Linked DNA regions of Loxodonta africana: region 1 is linked to region 2. A link is a contact called in public Hi-C data. All regions are on one chromosome and are shown on one strand. Each heading gives the region's core, a stretch centred on a gene start, on an enhancer-like site or on the middle of the called end of the contact. The rest is flanking DNA. Distances are from core to core; before and after follow the strand shown.

Region 1 (3,728 bases), core at 687-3,186, 230 kb after region 2:
GAGTCTCAGAGAGCATTTAGTGTAAGCTGCGTTTTTTAAATCCAGGCACTGAGGTCTAGGGGGACGTTTTTTACCCCAGTCATATCAGTTGAAGATAATGCATTCTGAGAAGGTTTGGGTTTTATTCTGAATAGGGAGAGTGTCCTAGGTGTCTGAGGAGAGAGAGGAGGTGGCTGGGGTAAGGATGACTATAGAAGGGAATGGGTGGAAAGGAGAACTCAGAGCCAAACTTCTGGACACCACTTCCTCCACTCCACATTCCAGTGCCTTAGCCATCAACTCTCCTGTGAACCTTCCTTGGGAATTTTATTAACTCTCTAGGACCAACTTGGAATTCTGATAAGTTAGATACAATCATATTACTTCCCTAAAGCACTTTCTTTTTTCCTGAAGCACTTTTAGGCACAAGGAATAGATTCTGTGAACAAAAAATTCACAAGATTCAAAATATATTCTTAGTTTTTTTTTTTAATTCAAAATTATTTTTTTGAGTTCACAAATCAATTGGTGGCTAGGTTCTAGGCTAGCATGCATTGGGAATGACTCTGCTTCAACTGTATTTCTCTACCTCCTGGGGCAGACAGGCTAGCCTGGGCATGTTCTTCTCACAGCAATGTCAGAGGTCCAAGAGAAGAAGAATAAATATATTAGTATGTTTTAAATTTCTGATCACATCACTTCAGCTGACATTCCATTAGCCAAAGCAAGTCATATGGCAAAAGCCATGGACACTAGAAGAAATAAAGAATTGGAGCCATTAATGCAATCTTCCACAACATTCATGAACTCTTACCAGTCTTTTCAAGGGCATCTTGAATGCATTCTTATTTTCCATCTACATTTACACTGCCTAAATTTGAACATCATCATATTTTGTCTCAAATATTGGGATAGTTTTAAAATGGTTTCTCTGCCTTCAATGTTGCCTAACTTCATCCTTCATACTCGTAACTACATTTTTTTTTTCTAAAAAAATTTTTTTGTTTTGTCTTGTTTAAAATTCCTATTGACTAACTTTCAGGATGGCTCACACACACTCCTAAACTAGAACAACCTAACCCTATAGTCTCCTTTTTTACTATTGTTTCTATTGCAGCTGGTACTCCAGCTAACCCGTCTTTTTTCATTTTAAGGAATTTTGTTATCATTCCCAGCCCCACAGCACTTAGAGCTGCCTGATGAATCCTAGGCGGCAGCCTTCTTCAAATCTCTGAAGGTCTGTTTTGAGGAAGGGGATTGGAGTTCTGCATACAGCCTAGAAGACAAAATGAATGAGATGAGTAGATGTTACCCCAAGACATAATTCCAGGTCAACCTAAGGTCCATCTTTGAGGATGGGTTACACTGGGACTAGACAAGATTTAGTGTGCCTTCCAACTCTGAGATTTTGTACCTTTCTCCTCAGACATCTAAACCCAGCAAATCCTGGGTGTGGGGTATAAGGCCAGGATGCTGATCTCTCAGTCACATACAGATTATCCTGCAGACGATGCGGTGTACTGAAGGGTGCTTTGGTTATGTAGCTCTTGCGACATTCAGGTTCTAACCTCTGCAGGCCACTTAGCTAAGACTTTGAGCAACTAAATCACTTCACCTTTCTGAACCTTAGCTCCCTCCACTGAAAACGGGGACAATCTGCTGGAGCGTATGTAAAAGGTATGGGTTGCTGTAGAGGTCCCACAAACGGCCCTTGAATGATGAACGGATTTGACTGTCAAAAACCTTTCCCTCCCGGGATCCCTGTTACACCCAGCCCCGCCCCCTGCAAGTGCCTCTTCGTCCAGCAGGAGGCAGCAGACCCTGACACCTTCCTCGGCTCAGGGCCAGGGCCGAAAGGTAGGCAGACGGAAGAAGTGGGCAGGTCCGGCCGCCACCCGGGATGCTGCCCCACCCGCGCTCTGCGTCGGGCCGTCCGGGCTCCGCCCCTCGGCCCGCTGGGCCTAAGCGGGGCCGAACAGAGGGGAGAACAGGGAGCGGCGTAGCGCATGCGCGCATCCGGGAAGGAGCCGCCGGAGCCGAGCAGGGGAACGTAGAACGGAGACTCGTAAGGCGCTGGCCGCTGGCACCGATTCTGGATTTCAGGTACGGTTCTTGCCAGCACCTGACCTCCTACTTGCCTGTTTTCTGTAACGAGGAGGGCTCGGGGCTGCAAGTGAGGTGTGCATTCCGTATTCGAGACCTTCCCACCGTGAATTTTCTTGCAAAGACGCAGAAATAAAAATGGTCTTTGCTGGGCGTGTCCTCCCCCCACCATCCCTACAGCTGGCAACCGTGCAGGTGACCTTGGGAGGATTTTGCAGCGGCTGGGGTCTGCCCTCCGGAGGATCGCCTGTCTCCTGCTTATGGGAGTTCCCCGAATTTCTTCCTCCTCTTGGTCTTGAACCTCCCACGTGCCCTTTCTCCTACCTTCGTGGAACTAGAGAGAGTTGAAGACGGGATTGGGACTCATGGACCATTGCAATTATACTTGGTAGGGTTTTAACCTTCCCACCACCTCCCTGACTTCACTAAAAAATATCTCTTCCGTGTCCCAAGGAGCCCAAGGGTAGGTAATTTTCGATACTCTTAGCACGTGAAAATGTGTTTTATATAGTAGTTTACGAAAATCTCCTAGTGGGTTTCCCAAAGTTTGGAAGACTTGGGCTGGGGGCGACGCAGGGCCCTGTCACCTGTTATGTATGCAGTGTAGTAAATCATTTTACTGCATTGCACACAAGATGCTTTCTGGCTTTTTTAAGTTCTGAGCATCACGGTTGAAGTGGGAGCATATGATGTGCTGAGCGCATAACCTCTCTTCCCCATTCACTTTCACGCAGTCCTCTGGATTTCTGCCTCTGGTCACGCCAAATGGCCCTGCCATGGGAAGGAGCAAGAGGGGTAGTTTGTGCTTCGTCTTAATTTTCAGTGAGAAGAGAAACCTCTTGCAAGGATTGGGAATAGGTTTTATTTTATCTCCTTAAGGAAAATGACATTCAGTTCATTGAGGAGATTAAGAGGCTAGGTGTTTTCTTGGCAATTGAGCTACAGTATGTGTGTTACAGAATGTCTTAAGGCAGAAGCTGTGTCTTCTTCCTTCCTTGGAAACCCTGCTGGTGTAGTGGCTAAGTGCTACGGCCGCTAACCAAAGGGTTGGCAGTTCAAATCTGCCAGGTGCTCCTTGGAAACTCTATGGGGCAGTTCTGCCCTGTCCTGCAGGGTTGCTAGGACTCAGAATTGACTCAACGGCAATGGCTTTTTTTTTTTTTTCCTTTCACAAGCACCTGCAGAAGTGCTGGGCTGTGTCTTGGTGTTGTGAGGATGACAAAGATGAATTGAACCTGGTCTTTATCCTCAGGGAGCTTGATTGGCTGGGAGGAGGGATAAGCCCAACCAAATCGAAGGGAATGGGGTCCAAAAGAGGTTTACAGGAAGAGTTGGGGGCTCAGAGGGAGAAGAGGAATTGGTGCTTCATACCAGGTGCTGGGCTTAAGGAGAAGATTAGGTCCCCAGATTACATCTTTATGACGAATGAGCTCCCTCATGAGCTTCAGATCAGAATGCAAGAGTGTTTTCCTGACTGTGCGTCGGGCATCTCAGACTATGTTCCAAATAGGTCTCACCATCCCTAGCCACCACCCCCAGCCTCAGAGACTAACAGCAAGGCTCCCCCATCCAACATCTATCCTAGTGGTCCAATCCAGAAACCTAGGCCTGATTTATTTCGTACTCACTCCCCCTGTCCAGGCTTG
Region 2 (3,912 bases), core at 160-2,659:
AAAGCTGCTGACTGTACTGGCAGTAAACTACATAAGACACTGAGAAATGAGAAACGCCAAATGCCTTTTTTGTGAGCTTTACTATTCTTATGATAGTCTTAAACTGACTTATTGGAAATATCTATAAAAATCAGATTCCTGGGCCCCAGTTTTTTTTTTTTGGTTTGGGCTCCAGTTCAGACCTGCTGCTGCTGCTCTGTGCCCCCAATCGATTCCAGCTCATAGGGACCCTATAGGACAGAGTAGATCTGCCCCACAGAGTTTCCTAAACTGTAATCTTTAAGGGAGCAGATTGCCAGGTCTTTTATCCTGCTAAGCAGTGGGTTTGTGGTGGGTTCAAATCACCAACCTTTTGGTCAGTAGCTGGGCACCTAACCATTGTGCAACCAGGGCTCCTTACTTAAGACCCAATGACTCCAAATCTCTGGGCATCTGAGATTTTAAGCTCCTCAGCTTCCCCTCCTCCCCCCGCAAAGTTTTGAGAAATAGGGTATTATACATGGCATTTCTTTTAAGGAAAAATAAACAGGTTTTGTAAAAAGCAACAAAGATGAGAATGCCTGTAATGCTGCTGTTTCGCCTCACCTAATTTATTTGCTTCTTTCTCATGACTTGGGGTCCTGGTGGTGCACTGATTAAGCGTTTGGCTGCTGACCTAAAGGTCTGCAGTTCAAATCCACCAGCTGCTCTTTGGAAACCCAATAGGACAGTTCTACTCTGTCCTATAGGGTCGCTACGAGTCGGAATCGACAGGAGGCAATGCGTTTTTAATAGTAGTGCATCATGCCCTGTGGGGAATACACTCGGCCCGTCTGGCAAGAACCAGGAGGCTGCTGAAGCTCAGGGATTGACAGTAGAAGAAAAGAGGAAGGGGGAAAAGAGATAATTCGGCAGTAGGAAGATTAGGCATTAGTTCATTAAATATCTCTGAGCAACAGAAATACAATCATGAATAATCCATGGCCCCTGCCCCCAAGAAGCACCGGGTCTGGGGTCGGTAACATTTTAATTCGGCCCAACCATTTACACTTAGGTGTGAACTGAGACAGGGCCCTTTTTTGCAGAACTGGGAGAAAAGAGTGCCTAAGCGCACAGCGCCGGCGATTCGCGGTGAGGACAACGAAAACCCGGATGGAGAAAAAGACGGAAGTTCCCTTTTTCTATAACTCAGTTTAAGGCCTGCTGCGACCCCTGGACTTCATTGCGAGAACAACGGCCATCCCCGCACCCACCCCAACAATTCCCACGTCGGGTCAACAGAGAGGGAGCTTGGCGGGGGGAGGGTGCGGAGCGAGCAGGGCGGGGTCAACGCCGCCGGCCCACTAAACACGCAGCCCCGCCGCGGGCCATCTCACCGCGAGAACGCGGAGCCCTGCGGACGGCGCACGCGCAGACCTGCCATGCTGAACCTTAAGCCCCGCCCCTAGCTCGCGGGCTCTCGGGATGTTTCTGGTTACCATGGAGTCTCGAGGGGCCGGGGAAAGCAGCTTGTGGCCCGGGCAACCCGGAAGGACAGAGCCTGGCCGAGGGGGCACGGGTAGTAGCGACTGCGATGGTGTCCAACCCCGTGCATGGCCTGCCCTTCCTCCCGGGCACGTCCTTTACGGACCCTACGGTGAGGAGTCATCTGCCAACCTCCACCTGTGCCCGCCTTCCGGCAACTTCGGGGTCTCTTCGTCTAGCGCCCCTCCAATTCTCCTGGATCCGGGCTTGTCCTCGTCCTTCAAACCCGTCCTCTGCCCCAACCCTGTTGTCATTTCCCCCCGCAATTCTGTCGTCCTCCTCCTCCCAGCATCATTCTTCTCTCTGACTCTTTTTTTCTCTGATCCATCCATTTCTTCAGTTTTGCTGCGCCACCCTGGCCGTCTACCCACCTGCCCTTGTTTTTGTCGCCTTAGACGGTACTTCCTTGCTCTTCTGTTCCTTCACTCCCCGCTGCTTCTCCTTCTAGATCACTCTTTTCACCATTTTACTCCCAAATTCTCTCCTGGCCCTTTTCCTACCTCATTATCCCATACCGTATCCTGTCCCTCCCCAGCTCCGTCCTTAACCCCTAGCCTCGGCCTTTCTCCCGGTCTCCCCCTACTCAGCTTCTCTCCACTCTCATCTCCACGTCTGTCCTGCGTACACTCCCCTGACCCTTCGTTTCCGCGCCGCCCCTTCTTCTTATGAATCCTGGACCCAATAATCTCTCCCACCCCCAGCTCCATTTCTTGCTTGTGTAGCTTTTCCACTCATTCTCTTTCTGCCAGGCCCGTTTCCAAAGACTCCGCCCATCTCATTTATGCGTCTACCCAACCTCGTCCGAATTCTCTGCTGCACTTCTGCCTTTCCTACAGTCTAGTCCCACACTCTCCCCATCTTTGTTTTATCTTCTTTCTCAGTTACTGATTCTCAGAAAGTTAGACTTCCAACACTTGCCCGTCTTCTTCCCAAACCATTCCTTCCTGCTTTACAGACGACATTTCATCCCACTTCCCCCAGCCACAATTGATTAGTTGTTCTAGCTTTGTTCTTCTCACCCTAACACTTTTTTTGGTAAAAATTCCTATTTAGATTTTGTTTTTCTCCTTCCCCTAACCTTAAATGTTTTCTGTTGGGCTCTCTACAAAATTGAAAAACAAGAAAAGCCTGTGTTTTTTTTTTTCCCCTTGTAGCCCTTGGCAAAATTCTTTAGTATTTGTTTCAATTCTAACAGCGTTGCTGAAATGTCTGTTCTGGAAGGTCAGTACGTGAGATTCAGTAGGCAGTAGGCTGATTATCATAGATGATCCAACAACAGTTTGTTTATATAGTTTAATAATTTAAACTATAAGTTCCTCTCTACAGTCATAAGGTTAAGATAAAATATTTAGTTGATTTCCTTTGGGAGAGTTGAAATTGAAAATTTGGTCAGGAAATTTGGATTCTGAATCTCTTCTTCCTCGCAGCTATTCCAGCATTAAGACACAGCATCATAGATTTTTAGTTTCAGTGGGCTTTTCAGTTTTATTGGAGCCCTGGTGGCGCAATGGTTAAGAGCTTGGCTGCTAACCAAAAGGTCGGCAGTTCGAATCCACCAGCTGCTCCTTGGAAACCCTGTGGAGTAGTTCTGCTCTGTCTATAGGGTTGCTATGAGTCGGAATTGACTTGATGCCAAGGGGTTTTTGAGTTTTATAAGGAGTCCCTGGGTGGTACAAATGGTTAACATGGCTGGTAAGCAAAAAGTTGGAGGTTTGAGTCCACCCGGATGTGCCTTGGAAGGAAGGCTTGGCAATCCACTGTAAAATCAGCCACTGAAAGCACTATGGAGCACAGTTCTACCCTGACACACATGGGGTCTCTGTGAATCAGAATCTACTAAATGCAAATGGTTTTGGTTTTATGTAATTTAGAAAATGATGCAGGCAATTTCCTGTCCCATGAAGGAGCATACTAAAGCATGTTCGGGAGTGTGGGTTATTTAAGAGGCACAATTAAGTTGATTTGGAAGATTATGGAGGTATGGACTAGAGCTGCTGGGCTTTGAGGGTATATATTGTTGTACAAATAAGATAAACTGCACTGGGCATAGTAGTGAAATATAAAATTGAGTTAGAGTAATTTGTGATTCCAGCTGTCATATAGTAGTCCTAGATTTTTTATATTTTAAGTAAACTGGCAGAATGTCAGCCAATTTGCTTTATTTGAAGTTTGAAAAACATGGTCGCAGTATCTTCAGCCGTGAAGGACTAGGTATATGTAAGTCTAAAGGCATTCAGAAGGTGAACCCATACTGAATAAGAGGGTTGGGAGGCCTGAGTTTGCATTTGCCTGGGGTGCCATAAGAGTCCCCTAGTAAAAGTCAAATAGCTGAGTGATTGAGATGTTTATATATAATGAGGAAAGTGAACTGAAGCAGCTGATACTGCTTCTGTTCTTAGAAATGGAAGA

The links. A called contact is a pair of places that touch in the nucleus more often than the background predicts.
Region 1: a contact with region 2 is called in a Hi-C map of blood, with 5 times the contacts expected there. The contact joins the promoter of TMEM14A here to the promoter of EFHC1 in region 2. A contact is called at or near these places in 2 of 3 Hi-C or Micro-C datasets (blood and fibroblasts).

What each region holds. Positions count from the first base shown.
Region 1 is chr1:116,365,619-116,369,346 of mLoxAfr1.hap2, forward strand. It overlaps TMEM14A (transmembrane protein 14A), which reads left to right and starts at 1,937. Exons shown (of 5, transcript XM_064287372.1): 1 at 1,937-2,082.
Region 2 is chr1:116,133,080-116,136,991 of mLoxAfr1.hap2, forward strand. It overlaps EFHC1 (EF-hand domain containing 1), which reads left to right and starts at 1,410. Exons shown (of 10, transcript XM_010587137.3): 1 at 1,410-1,615. The coding sequence starts at 1,553.